Linked DNA regions of Canis lupus: region 2 is linked to region 1. The links are chromatin contacts, called in public Hi-C maps. All regions are on one chromosome and are shown on one strand. The core of a region is the stretch at or near the end of the contact, and the rest is flanking DNA. Distances in the headings are between cores, read along the strand shown.

Region 1 (7,048 bases), core at 1,668-4,167:
ACCTCGTGGAAGACAGCCTGGTGGGGGCAGCGGGGAGCCTGGCCCGTTGGGAAAACAGGCCAGCGGTGTCTGGAAAGCACCAGGTGTGGGGGCGGGAGGCATGGGTTCATGGCCAGCTTCCACTTCCCGGGGCTATGGCCCCAGTGGGCTCCTCTCCTCCAGTGGGCTCCTCTCCTCCTCTGGGCCTGTTTCCCTGCTGGTGAAACGAGGGGGGCTGAGCCAGGTGAGAGGCACCCCTGACACCCCACGTGGGCAGCTCCAACAGCTCGTCCTCGGCAAAAGAAAACTCACTTCCAGCACGTCCTTAGGAAAGGGCAGGATGTCGTGCGTTTGGATCCTGACTTGGCACAGATCCGCTGTTCCCTATCATCCCCTCGGTTCCACGCTTGGCACCGAAGCCCCATGAGCACAAAGCATTTCGAAGCTACGTGGAATGAGAGATAGTTACCAAAAGAAGACAAACTCCTCTTCAATCTTGGTCTTCAAGCTCTTGCAAAGGATTAAAAAAAAACAGATTTGGAGGGAAAGGGGTTTCTTTACGTTAGTGTTTGCCTTACTTTTTTTTTTTTGCTTGATATAGATTCTAAGAGAGGAGTGACTTTGTACCTTCTTTTTTTTTTTTTTTTTTTTTTTTTTTAATTTCTGAACAGTACTCTGATCCAGTAAATAGTACCTGTTTGGAGAAGGGATGAAAAAGCCATTTTTCCTGAGCTTTAGGATTTCCTGTTGAACTCAATAGATGTTGTGGGTTCACTTAGTTCCTAAATTAGTCTCAAGTTAGAAGTGAAGGACTACAATGTAAACTGCATTAAGATTTTGAGTTCCTTAGCTGTGAATGTTTTGTGATAACTGGGCACTCCTACAAATTAGAAAATATTTCAATTTTAGTGGGAAAACTGTTTTTAGGGATTTCTACTACATCAATGCCTGCATAACTGTACAAATATGTATGTGGAGGTATTTATGGTTCCATTGCTTATAATAGGAAAGATACTAAGTCCTTGGCCTATGTAAACTGTCATATAGCCTTGTTTGAATATCATGCAGCCATTAACAAGATTTTAATAGTCCTGCGTATCGTCAGGGAGAACGTGCATTGTGTATTTCAACTTTGCACACATAGACGACAATACACATGCACCTGTGCATTCTAGTTACTCACATGTGTGTGGGGGAGAGTAAAAAATATACCGAGCTTTAGTATTGGAATTGAAAATGGAAGAGATATTTCACTTTCTGCACTTGAAAAATATTTGAATTATTTTTACAGTGAGAACATTTGGAAGGGAAAAAAGATGTCTGGTGAGCTTTAACGCCAGTACCAAAGGAGAAGACAAATGTTAAGGACAAGACTCGTTCTGATATAATATATATAAAATTCCCCCCAAAATGAGTTTGAAACTTGCTTAAGAATATTTGTATATTTTGCCTCCATAATTCACTTCAAGGAGTCTCCCTTTAGTAAATGATCCCAAATCACAAAAAAGAGTCACATTAAAAAGTGCTTGACGGCATTATTTATCATAACAAAAAAAAAGCAAACAATTTGCATATGTCACCTAGTCTAGTGAACTAGTTGGTGACAAACACATCTACACAAATAAAAATTATAACGAGTGCATAATAAATGTACTGGTGATGATGTTGTGATGTTAAAATGGTAAAAATTTTAAATGTCGTAGGATCCTAGCTAATAAATACACAAAAACAAGACTAAAAAGTGCATCTGACAGATGAGATTATGTCAAAATCTTGATAATGGTTATGTGTTTGTGCGAGAGTGTGCTTATCATTTTTATTGTGACCGATTTCACTGTACTTTTTCCCATAACATCAGATTCAGTTCTACAATTATTTTTTGAGCCCTTTTTTAAACAAATAGTACAATGACCTCACCAGCAATTTGAAAAACCCTGGCTGCGTCAGGTGACGTGGTAACCAGAGAACAGAACCTGACGTTAGTGAGGAAAAAGTGTGAAAGACATTCACTCTTTTGGGAGATTGGTGATCCCAAAGATGGAACCACCAGAACGTGGAGCCAGTGGCCTTGACGTCTGAAGCAGGAAATAGCTTGGCTTGCCCACCATGAGTAAGTCTCCTGAATTATGCGGAAAATTCTGAAGATAATATCATGAAGACATTTTTTTCTTTAGGAAAGTTTAAAATTGGGGCACCTGGGTGGCTCAGTTGCGTAAGCATCTGCCTTCAGCTCAGGTCATGGTCTCGGGGTCCTGGGATCGATCTCCGCATCGGGCTCCCTGTTCAGGGGAGTGTCTGCTTCTCCCTCTGCCCCTCCCCCCAGCTTGTGAGCTCTTGTTCTCCTTCTCTCAAATAAATAAAATCTTAAAAAAAAAAAAAAAGGAAAGAAAGTTTAAGATGAGGAAACAAGGGAAGAGTCACATTTGCTTTGGGAGAGGATGGCACCCTATATTCTGCACTTGGCACAAAGGTAGTAAATTCATGTGGCTCTGGGTTTGGGATTTTATGCAAATGGAATCAGAGCGTCATCTTTTAGTTCAGTGCGGTGCTGTAAAAACAACAAAATCTCGTGTTTAGAGATCTATGTGTATGTAGTGAAACTATGCAGCAGCGCAAGTGAAGCATAAGCCTGCAGCCTGGGAAGGGGACCCAGTTGATGAGCACAGGATGCACACACAAGCGGTTTAAAAGGTATTAGTAAAATATTATCTCTTTATCTAGGCAGGAAATCACATGCATTATGTGTTATCTTACTCCATATGTTACATTTGATGCTCCGTATTTTTGCCGATCTATTAATATTTCATGATAAAAGTGAAAAGCATTTCTTTGTGTTCAAAGGTTAAAATTACGTTTAAAACTGAAAGGTGACCGAAAGAAGAAACTTTGCGAGCTTGGTGGCCCTCTAGCGCTCAAATCGGACAAGTACAATTAATGCCTTTGAGTCTTTGCTGTGATCCACTCCTGCTCTCACTTCCTTTGACCAGAAGTCAACAGCAGGAGGAGTAGAAAGGCCTGGTCCCGGAGCTAGTCAGGAAAAACGGCGTGTTTGACATCCACTTCCTAAGATGCTGCTTCACTCTCTTGGAAGAACCACCCAAAAGAATATGTCTTGATCTTTGGCAAGAATGTTTCATAAAATCTTTCAAAATTTAAAGGAACATTTCAAAAGGAAAAGAGTACTAAATTTTATACGCATAGGATGTTTTAAAATTGATTTTATCCCCAGGTCCTTCTTTTAAGATCTTTAGAATTACTATGTTTAATAGCATTGATTTTCTTGGAAAATTTGAGGAAGAATCACACCAACGGATCCTTCCCTCAAGACTCAGCTCAGCTGTCCCACAGCCTTGGGGTCCCACGGGTGAACTGATCTCTCTGTGCACCTGAGCTTTGAAAACAGGAAGCTGACTTTTCCAGGGACTCATTGCATCCTGCTCTTTACCATAAATATTTGTGTACAGCGCTTATTCATCTTCAGATTCTTGAGCTACTCCAGGGCCAAGTCTCTGTCTTTTTTCTCTTTATGTTACCACAGTTCTTAACATAGTACCTGGAGCATTTTATAGGCTCTTTGGTCTTTTTCTTTGGGTGCATTATCTAGAGATTTAAGTGAGATGTGTTACATAACTGTATTTTAACACCAAAGTTAGTTTAGAAACGTATTTTATAGTTTGGCCAGGGAGTCAAGAGCATTACATAGACTAGATAACGGAAGGAAATGTAAGATTGCTGTAGGAGATGGCATTGCATCTGCCCTGCCACACAGCACGTCTGAAGGGCAGCTCGTGCGAAAGGCAGTTGGTTCGTCTTATGGGCACGACTGATGGGTTTTTTGTTTTGGTTTGTTTTTAAAAGGAATCAATTAGCATCGAAAATACTGTCATAAAAAACAAAGGAAAATGCTGTCATGATTCAGTTTGGTCTCGCGTGAAATGTGCAAGTTTGGGGATCCCTGGGTGGCACAGCAATTTGGCGCCTGCCTTTGGCCCAGGGCGCAATCCTGGAGACCCAGGATCGAATCCCACATCGGGCTCCTGGTGCATAGAGCCTGCTTCTCCCTCTGCCTGTGTCTCTGCCTCTCTCACTCTCTCTCTCTCTCTCTGTGACTATCATAAATAAATAAAAATTAAAAAAAAAGAAATGTGCAAGTTTGTCAGTCATCACAGAAACTGGTGGAATAATATCCATGACACTGAGCAACTCAGGGACATGATGAAAAGAGCACGGGATTTCAACCCCCAGCAGCATCTGGGGACTCCCGGGGGGCTAACGCCTGAGCTCTAGTGTTCCCATGGGTGAGAGCAAGTAGCTACACGTATTATACTGTATATACTTATAGAGCCCCACAAATCACATAGTAAATAAATTTTTGTATTTATATATGATATATTATGTGCAATATAGAATACCATATATCTTAGATATTATATATTTTATATATAGTATATCATATTATGAATTATAAGTTATATATTATAATTTTTATTGTTACACACTTTATCATCTATCTTACATGTTATGTGTTATATAAGTATATTGTATATAATAGCATATATTATATACATTGTTATTTATGTATTATAAAATATATATTTATGTTGTAAAAGATTATATGTGTATAAATATATAAGTATATTATATATAATTTTATAATATATAAATATATTTTGTATAGTTTATGTGAAATATTTTAAATATATATTTAAAACATAGAATATAAAATATATTACACGAATACATATCCAGGCACCCAGGCTAGTCAGTGCAAAGCTCTGTGATCTCAGTTTGTGACAAGTGCTTTCAGGCAGCTGGTGTCTTTCTTCTTAAGCTATGTCCATGACAGTCCATCTTTTATTTCTCATTTAAGATAAAGCCCATCACCATGTTCCATCCTTAATGGTATAACATAAGGGGAATAATTATGAGTGGGACTCACCGACTTGTGTTTGTATAGAGAATTTTAGAGCTCCGAGGCTTGGCAATGGACGTGATGTCTCCAAAGGGGTTGTCGACGTCATCGGCACTTGTGGACTGCACGTAACCACTGTTGGTGGGACAAGGAAAGAAAACGTGGGTTTCTTTATAAGAAAAACAGAAGAAAAATAGTGAAAGGGAATAAAGGGGAAAGGAGAAAAAATGAGTGGGAAATATCAGAAAGGGAGACAGAACATGAGAGACTCCTAACTCTGGGAAACGAACAAGGGGTGGTGGAAGGGGAAGAGGGCGGAGGGTGGGGGGACTGGGTGGCGGGCACTGAGGGGGGCACTTGACGGGATGAGCACTGGGTGTTATTCTGTATGTTGGCAAATTGAACACCAATAAAAAATAAATTAAAAAAGAAGAAGAACAGAAGAAAAGATCAACAGTGTCCTGACAGCCAAAAGAAATCTTATTTGCTAACATAGATCAAAAAAACTGAAAAAACAAAATAAAATTATTCACCATGACCAAGTAGAATTTATTCCCGGGACACAAGGCTGGTTCAACACTCGTAAAACAATCAATGTGATTCATCATATCAGCAAGAGAAAAACCAAGAACCATATGATCCTCTCATTAGATGCAGAGAAAGCATTTGACAAAATACAGCATCCATTCCTGATCAAAACTCTTCAGAGCGTAGGGATAGAGGGAACTTTCCTCAACATCTTAAAAGCCATCTACGAAAAGCCCACAGCAAATATCATTCTCAATGGGGAAGCACTGGGAGCCTTTCCCCTAAGATCAGGAACAAGACAGGGATGTCCACTCTCACCACTGCTATTCAACATAGTACTGGAAGTCCTCGCCTCAGCAATAAGACAACAAAAAGACATTAAAGGCATTCAAATTGGCAAAGAAGAAGTCAAACTCTCCCTCTTCGCCGATGACATGATACTCTACATAGAAAACCCAAAAGTCTCCACCCCAAGATTGCTAGAACTCATGCAGCAATTTGGCAGCGTGGCAGGATACAAAAGCAATGCCCAGAAATCAGTGGCATTTCTCTACACTAAGAATGAGACTGAAGAAAGAGAAATTAAGGAGTCAATCCCATTTACAATTGCACCCAAAAGCATAAGATACCTAGGAATAAACCTAACCAAAGAGGTAAAGGATCTATACCCTAAACACTATAGAACACTTCTGAAAGAAATTGAGGAAGACACAAAGAGATGGGAAAATATTCCATGCTCACGGATTGGCAGAATTAATATTGTGAAAATGTCAATGTTACCCAGGGCAATGTATACGTTTAATGCAATCCCTATCAAAATGCCATGGACTTTCTTCAGAGAGTTAGAACAAATCATCTTAAGATTTGTGTGGAATCAGAAAGGACTCTGAATAGCCAGGGGAATTTTAAAAAAGAAAACCATATCTGGGGACATCACAATGCCAGATTTCAGGTTGTACTACAAAGCTGTGGTCATCAAGACAGTGTGGTACTGGCACAAAAAAGGACACATAGATCAATGGAACAGAATAGAGAACCCAGAAGTGGACCCTCAACTTTATGGTCAACTAATATTCGATAAAGGAGGAAAGACTCTCCACTGGAAGAAGACAGTCTCTTCAATAAATGGTGCTGGGAACATTGGACATCACATGCAGAAGAATGAAACTAGACCACTCTCTTTCACCATACACAAAGATAAACTCAAAATGGATGAAAGATCTAAATGTGAGACAAGATTCCATCAAAATCCTAGAGGAGAACACAGGCAACACCCTTTTTGAACTCGGCCACAGTAACTTCTTGCAAGATACATCCACGAAGGCAAAAGAAGCAAAGGCAAAAATGAACTATTGGGACTTCATCAAGATAAGAAGCTTTTGCACAGCAAAGGATACAGTCAACAAAACTAAAAGACAACCTACAGAATGGGAGAAGGTATTTGCAAATGACGTATCAGATCAAGGGCTAGTTTCCAAGATCTATAAAGAACTTAGTAAACTCAACACCAAAGAAATAAACAATCCAATCATGAAATGGGCAAAAAACATGAAGAGAAATCTCACAGAGGAAGACATAGACATGGCCAACATGCACATGAGAAAATGCTCCGCATCACTTGCCATCAGG
Region 2 (7,048 bases), core at 1,902-4,401, 250 kb before region 1:
CAGAACAGGGTGTTGAAAAATGGTTGGAAAAGAACCCATCCTCCCGAGTGTCTCCTAGGTGTCAGGCACCAGGCTTTTCCCACACTGTCTTCATGACAACCTTTTAAAGCAGGGACTATTCTCATCTTGGCCTCACAGATGAACACATTGAGGCCTGTAGACAGCAAATAACACACCTGAGCTCACCTAAGTCCAGAACAAGAGCCCAGCTGGGGCAGCCCCAGTGGTCACTCATTTACCCACACTGTACGGGGGCCCCTCTGGCTGCGGTCAGTGGACACTGGAGCAGCAACAGGCTGGAGCCGGGGTACCCGAGATCAGAGTGCACCACCCCCGAATATGCTACTCTGGTGTAAGGGTTATTTTGAGCCCGAGGCAACTGAGAAAAAGTCATTACTGGATGAGGTCTCTGCCTTCCTCCAGCCTCCTGGGAGCTGAGCATAGATTCTCCCTGTGGAAGGATCCTCCCACTGCCTGAGCAGTCCTCACCTGCCACCGGCTTCCTGCCATACTTTCGGTCTTACAGATCACTGCTCCTGCAAGTCCAGTCTCTTTCCTTTGTCTTTCAATTCTCTTTAAATTTATCTTTCTTTGTCTGAATAGCACAAAAGCCTCCAAGCCTAGGCATTCCTTTCTTTCTTCCATGCCATACAAGACTTTTAACACCAAATAAAATCATACATTGATTTTATTTTTCTCCTGTTGATCTATTGCCTCTTTTTTTAAAAATTTATTTATGATAGTCACAGAGAGAGAGAGAGAGAGAGAGAGGCAGAGACACAGGCAGAGGGAGAAGCAGGCTCCATGCACCGGGAGCCTGATGTGGGATTTGATCCCGGGTCTCCAGAATCGCGCCCTGGGCCAAAGGCAGGCGCCAAACCGCTGCACCACCCAGGGATCCCGATCTATTGCCTCTTTATTCCTCAGACCCAGCCCCTGAACCCAAGAGGTCAGAGGGAAATGTTTCCTCCCCTGCAAGGCGTCGGGGTTCTTGGTTCCAGGAACCGGGAAGCCAAGGGGGAAGGGCCAGCAGTAAGAAGAATCATCGTCTGAACCGTGTTCTTAATGCGGGTGGGCTCCTCGTGCTCCTCGCCCGGCTCAGGGCAAAGCTCCACGGAGGTCAAGGTGGCTCCCCAGGAGACCCAGATTAAGAGCATCCATCAACATCAGCGGGGCTCTGGGCCAGAGTGAGGGCGAGGGAGACCCCTACTCTTGGTGTTAACAGAGTTTATGTAAGGATTGATTTCAGGGGGCATCATGGCTGGATGGCAGATTTTAAAGGGTCATTTGATAATCAATCCATAACCAAACGGTACTGACATTTACCTGGTTGCAAGCCAGTTTCCACCCCTACCTGCCTGAGCAAGTGGGGTATGTTTTTACTGCCCCAGGGCTCCGCTTCTCCCTCCCACAGTCAGGAAGCTGGGCTGGGTGTGGAGGGGCTCCCTCCTGGCCCCCAGCAGGTGCAGCACCTCCTCCTGGAGGCTGGCTGGTTGTCAGCAGCACGGATTCCGTCCAAGGCCGTGTTTGCTCACCACTAGATGGAGAGCTTCTCCCACCTTTCCCCCGGGCTCCAGGAAGGCCCTGGAGGTGGCAGTCGCATCACTTCGAATGCTGACCCCACTGAAAGGAATTCCAACTCAGATGTTAGAAAATGCTCTGTGAGTTAATGTGCTAAAACCTCAGATTTGGGGTTTCTTCACTTCTGTCTTCTTTAATGTGCTGCACTTACTTTTAAAAAAAATGCTTCAGGGGCAGCCCGGGGGGCCCAGTGGTTTAGCACCGCCTGCAGCCCAGGGTGTGATCCTGGGGTCCCAGGATCGAGTCCCTCATCGGGCTCCCTGCATGGAGCCTGCTTCTCCCTCTGCCTGTGTCTCTGCCTCTCTCTGTGTGTCTCTCATGAATAAATAAATTTTTAAAAAATGCTTCATTAATTGAACTTTCAACATGCTCTGGCTCGTATTTATCACTAAGGAATTTTCAGCAGAACCTTCGGGGGTGCTTGTTTCTATGTAGGTTGGAAGTGGCTAAAGCCCTTCCAAGTGAGCTGTCCTTTCCCGGGCCAACCAGACATGATGAATGGTGGGGCCCGGGGAGGCGAGCCGCCAGCTTCTTTTCAGCAGCGTGCTTTCGGAATTTCTGTGACCTGTGAAATCCCTATTTTCACGTCCTCAGCACAGCGACGGGCACACTCAAATTGGCCGATTCCCTGTAAAACCCTGTGCGAGTACTTGGTTCACATACAGGATCTCACCGAACCCTTCCTCTTAGAGCGAGCGTTTTAAAACTCAGGTCTGAAGATGAGGTGGTCTGACAGTTCTTAGCCAGCAGGTCCCACTCCAGCCCTGTGCACGCAGAGGCTGGGATTCGGAACGGCCTTGACTTCCTTCTGTGGCCCTGACTGTGCGACTCTCTGCATACACGGCTCCGGGTTTTGCAGCCAGGGAGCAGAGAAGCCTGACGTCAGGTGGATGGAACCTTCCAGAGCTGCGCCCCAGCTGCGGGGTCTAGCGGAGACCAGCACACTCCGCCGAAGGAGGAAGGAGATGGCCTGAGCTGGCATTTGTCTTCAACCCCAGATGCAAGGAGCAAGGAGGATTAGAATATCAGAGACAGGGGGAACCTGGAGAGGGGAGGGCCCCGAAATGCAAATGCCTCCCAGAGCCTTGCTGTGTGAATGTGTGGAAACAGCCACTTTCACAAGGAACATTTCTCTAAGTGCAAAGGAAATTAGGCAAGCAGTTTATTTAGGAGAAGCAGAAGCAAGAGGAAAGTGATTTGCCTTCTTTTCCTCTTTTTCTCCTGGGAGGAGAGTGATCCTGCAAGAATGTACCAGCAGGGTCTAACGAGCCCTTCCCTATTTTGCTGGAAATCCCACCCTCCCGCCACTGCTCCTCAGTTTCTGTTTTGCAGCCCGCTGCTCCAGGGAGGGGACTGGAGGTCACCGAAGCAGCCAGCCAGGGCCCAGACGTAGCCCAGGGGACGGGGTGGAAGGCAGGCAGGTCCCCAGGTTCCAAGGCACTGGGGGCAAAAGCAGGCCCCACTTAGCCAACGCCAGTGAGCCTGCTTTTGACAAAGCACATGTCCTCAGGCAAATGTCACCTCCCCGCTGGCAGAGTGAAACCTGGTCTCCAAAGAGGAAGTGAGAGTTGCTGCATAATTTGAATATTGAAGGCAGCCTTCAGGATTGGTGCCCCAGGCAGGCTTCTGAGGAACAAGACGGGAGCTCGTGGTCTACTTGGGGAGGGCATCAGTGTTCCCCGGGCACCGCCTCTGCCGGCCGGGTGCTGGGACCCGGAGCCAGGCTGGCACGGGGGGCGCATCGGAGCTCCAGGAGCTGCTCTGTCCCGCACGGTGGCCGTGCCACGTGTAGCCTACTGAGCACCTGGAATGTGGCTGGTGCCTCTGAATTTGCTATTTCTTTACATTTCAATGACTTTACATTTCAGTAGCACGTGTGCCCTGTGGCTGGGGTACAGAGCAGCAATGCTCTGTGCAGAAGCCCCGTTTGGGGACTCGTACTGGGTGGGGGGCTGGGCTGTAGGCTCCGGGCACCCCCAGGCCACAGGTGGGGACAGGGAAGCTTTTCCTCCACGCAAATGGTTGAGAAATCAGATTTGCTCTTTGCTTCTGAGAGACATGACTTGTCCTCTACTCTGTGTCCCACTCTCGACGCTGCCTAAACGGGGGTGCGCGTGCACGCAGAGAACCTGCCAGTGATCAGGTCACCCTCACGGTGAGGAACGGCTCTCTTTTTTGGTTGCTTCTCCTGATTCTGTACGTGAGCCCCAGCCCCGGTCACCGTGGTGTGTTGACAGGTGGGGCTCCCAGCAGCTGGAGGCCCAGGCGGACGAGGTCCAGGACTCCCCTGCACGGGATCTCTAGGATATGACGTAATGGTATCTTTGCTCCAGCCTTGCTTGTCCCCATCACCCCCACCGTATTCCTTGCCCTATGGGTCTGACCCACCAAACTCTTCACTCAGTGCTGGGGTCTCTGGGCCTGCGGGGGGAGCCGTGTCCGGCCACCCAGTGGGATGGCTACTTTCATCCTTTGTGAGGAAGGCCTGGCATCAAGCCCCCGGGGGACGCGCTGGGGGCCGGTGGGCTCCGGCCTGGTGGTTTCCTCCCCATTGGATTGCAGCGCCAAATGGAAGGCTACACTTTTTTCTTTCTTTCTGTGCAGAGTTTTTTTTCCCCACTCAGCTTTCTACTACTTTTGATTCTTCATGAATCATTAGTCTTTCTCAACTCATGTCTTCATCCCATCATTCAAACTCAGGCACACCCCATGGATGTGAATTTTCAAGTTTCTTTATCGTGTTTTTTCCCCAAGACTGTTCTGTCTGCCTGCCCTCCACCCCAAACTCCAAACCTAAAGTGTTGTAAGCAAGATTTACATCACCCGAGTGAAACAATTTCGAGGGCTCTTCCTCATAATCGCTGGTTGCCAGAGGTGGGGGCGTGGCATGGGAAAAATGGGCGAAGGGGATCAAAAGATACAAACTTCCAGTTATAAAGTAAGTCAGTCACACGGGTGTTGGGTGTCGGGGTGTCAGTGTCGTGTGCGGCATGGAGACCATAGTTAACAACATTGTATCTCACAGCTGAGAGTTTGGAAGAGGGCAGATCTTAAAAGTTCTTGGGCAGCCCTGGTGGCTCAGCGGTTTAGCGCCGCCTTCCGCCCAGGGCGTGATCCTGGGAACCCAGGATCGGGTCCCACATCGGGCTCCCTGCATGGAGCCTGCTTCTCCCTCTGCCTGAGTCTCTGCCTCTCTCTCTGTGTGTGTCTCTCATGAATAAATAAATAAAATCTTAAAAAAAATTAAAGTTCTTGCCACAGAAGATAAATTGTACAGCGAGGGATACAAGATACGACTGAGTCTGAACTGAAAAGTCTGGGTACTGAAAAATGTGAAAAATGTGAATAATACCTAACAGCAACCAGTCGTGGGAAACTTCTTGGAAAATAAAAAATAATTTATTAGCGTAACTGGTATCTTTCCTCTTCCCTTAAGTGCCCCATAACGCAGTAGACAGATTATTAAGAAGTTGTATTACCTCCATGTCGGGGTATTGCTTTTGCTTTGTTATGATCAATTGTGTCATCCTGGGGATCCGGGGTCCGTGAATGCTGTGTGACTTGGGGGAAATGACCCCTCCTGTCTGGCCCTCCTGTCGGTAGGTGTGATGGGACCTTGCAAGGATCACAAGGGCACCATGTCTGGTGTCCAATACCAACTCAGCGCATTTCTTTCCTTCTCTAACTGCCTCTCCCCGCTGTGTTTTACGGCTGGTCTGATGGTGTTTTTCACCAAGGCCCAAAATAAAAAGGAAATATGGAAATGGTGCACCACTTCTTTCCAAATGTTGACACAGATGCGCAGGACCTCAATCTGTTCTGAACCATCCAGGCCCCACATCAGGTGCTATGTCTCCACATCCAGTGGAAGCATAGGCTGAGGAGGCGTGTCCTGCCTCTTTTTTCCCCTGCCATAAAGGGAATGAGACACCCCAATCTCAACTCTGAAATGCCCCTGCTACACCCCTGCTGGCAGCGGAGACCTGTCCCCCAAACAATTCCATTTTCATGGGAAGACTGACTTCCAGAAGGCAGGGGACAGCCCATAGGACCACCCTTCTATGGCACGGACACCCATCTGTTCCATGGGGGGCCCAGGGCACACCCTCTGGGGCCGGGGGCCTATGTTCTCACCATGGCTTCCCCAAGGCACAGAGCCACACGTATGTCTCCATCCACTGCCCAGGATGCTAAGGGCCACCCGGCAGGGTGATGGGAGCACAGGGGAAGCACACGGGGCCCCCAGCACAGGGCGTGGTGTTGCAGGAATAGCCTTGCTGGGCAGTGGTCTAGACCACTGGGGCGCGGCCAGGGGTGGGGGTGCTGGTCCTTGAGCAGGGACCCGCTGGGTGTTGTTGCCAGGCCTTCCCAGAGCTGTGCACACACTGACAAAAAAAAATGGGGTGGTGGGGATTTAGGAGAGTTCAGTCCATTTGTGGGAATCCGGATTAAAGAAACTATACTCCATTCCTGGGGACTTTCAAATGCTACGTGAAGCGTGGCGCTCTGGGAAGGGGCAGGAGTGTGTGGCTTTTCCCCAACTGCTCTGTCCCATTCTTCCTTTTGAATTATGCATAATGGGCGGTAGGAAGTAGGGCTCAGGGGTGACTCTCTGTGACCTTGAAAAAGTCACTCTGCTTCCCTGGCCTTGGTTTCACTACCTGAAACTGATGCTCACACCCATCTCTGCCCTTCCTCCCGAGCAGCCTGGCATCTCCAGGACCAGGACGGGGCTCATTTCCCACCCCTCTCCAGGCCCCTGCTTAGCGTGGGTGCTGAGAGGGTCCTTCGGGGGCAGAAGTTGACTCCCCTCCTCCTGCTTCGCCACCCCGCAGGGGGCTGGCCAAAGGCCGCAGGCCCCGAAAGCTGTCCCGGGACACTCCAGCCAAACTCTGGGCCACGGACTTCCTCAAACACCACCTCCCGGGTTCGAGCCTCTGCACCTGGACTCATGCTGTCCCTTTGCCTTAGATTTTCTCTCCGCCTTTCTTCACCCCAGTGACCCCTTCTGTCTTGCCACTCCCCAGTGTCCTTGCCAATTTTCTGCCTGCTGGATCTGCCTGGTTCTGGGCCTTCGAGTGCAGCTCTGGGTTCATCTCTTCCCTCTTGCATTTCTATGCGTTGAGCCTCACGTATTTTGATGCTGTTGTTAGACACGTACATACACATTCAGGCGCGGCTACCTCTTCTTGGAGGATGGACTCTATCATTAGGCAAGGCCCCTCTTTGTCCCTGACAACTGCCCTGGCTCTGAACTCAGTTCTGTCTGAAGTTTTAATATAGCCACTCCTGCTTTCTTTGGATTAGTGCTAACCTGGAGTCCTCTCCACACCTTTCCTTTTAGCTTATGTATCTTTATATTTGATGGGGCTTTCTTGTGGACATCATACAGCTGGGGCTTGTTTGCAGATCCACTCTGACAACCTCTGTGCTTTAATTGGTGCGTTTATGATTTTTTTAAGATTTA

The links. Hi-C and Micro-C count contacts between places; a contact is called where the count stands out from the background.
Region 2: a Hi-C map of blood shows a contact between it and region 1, with 4 times the contacts expected there. The contact joins two enhancer-like sites. A contact is called at or near these places in 3 of 9 Hi-C or Micro-C datasets (amygdala and blood).

What each region holds. Positions count from the first base shown.
Region 1 is chr18:1,671,305-1,678,352 of UU_Cfam_GSD_1.0, reverse strand. It overlaps SPATA48 (spermatogenesis-associated protein 48), which reads right to left. Exons shown (of 12, transcript XR_005372998.1): 9 at 4,919-5,026. Among named protein-coding and RNA genes, the nearest start is that of SPATA48, 46 kb to the right of the region's middle. Within about 2 kb of position 2,917, at least 2 of the 20 cell types and tissues checked have an H3K27ac peak or open chromatin away from gene starts, as enhancers often do. A contact at or near this core is called in blood, where this site is marked.
Region 2 is chr18:1,925,299-1,932,346 of UU_Cfam_GSD_1.0, reverse strand. No RefSeq gene overlaps it. Among named protein-coding and RNA genes, the nearest start is that of FIGNL1, 31 kb to the left of the region's middle. Within about 2 kb of position 3,151, at least 3 of the 20 cell types and tissues checked have an H3K27ac peak or open chromatin away from gene starts, as enhancers often do. A contact at or near this core is called in blood, where this site is marked.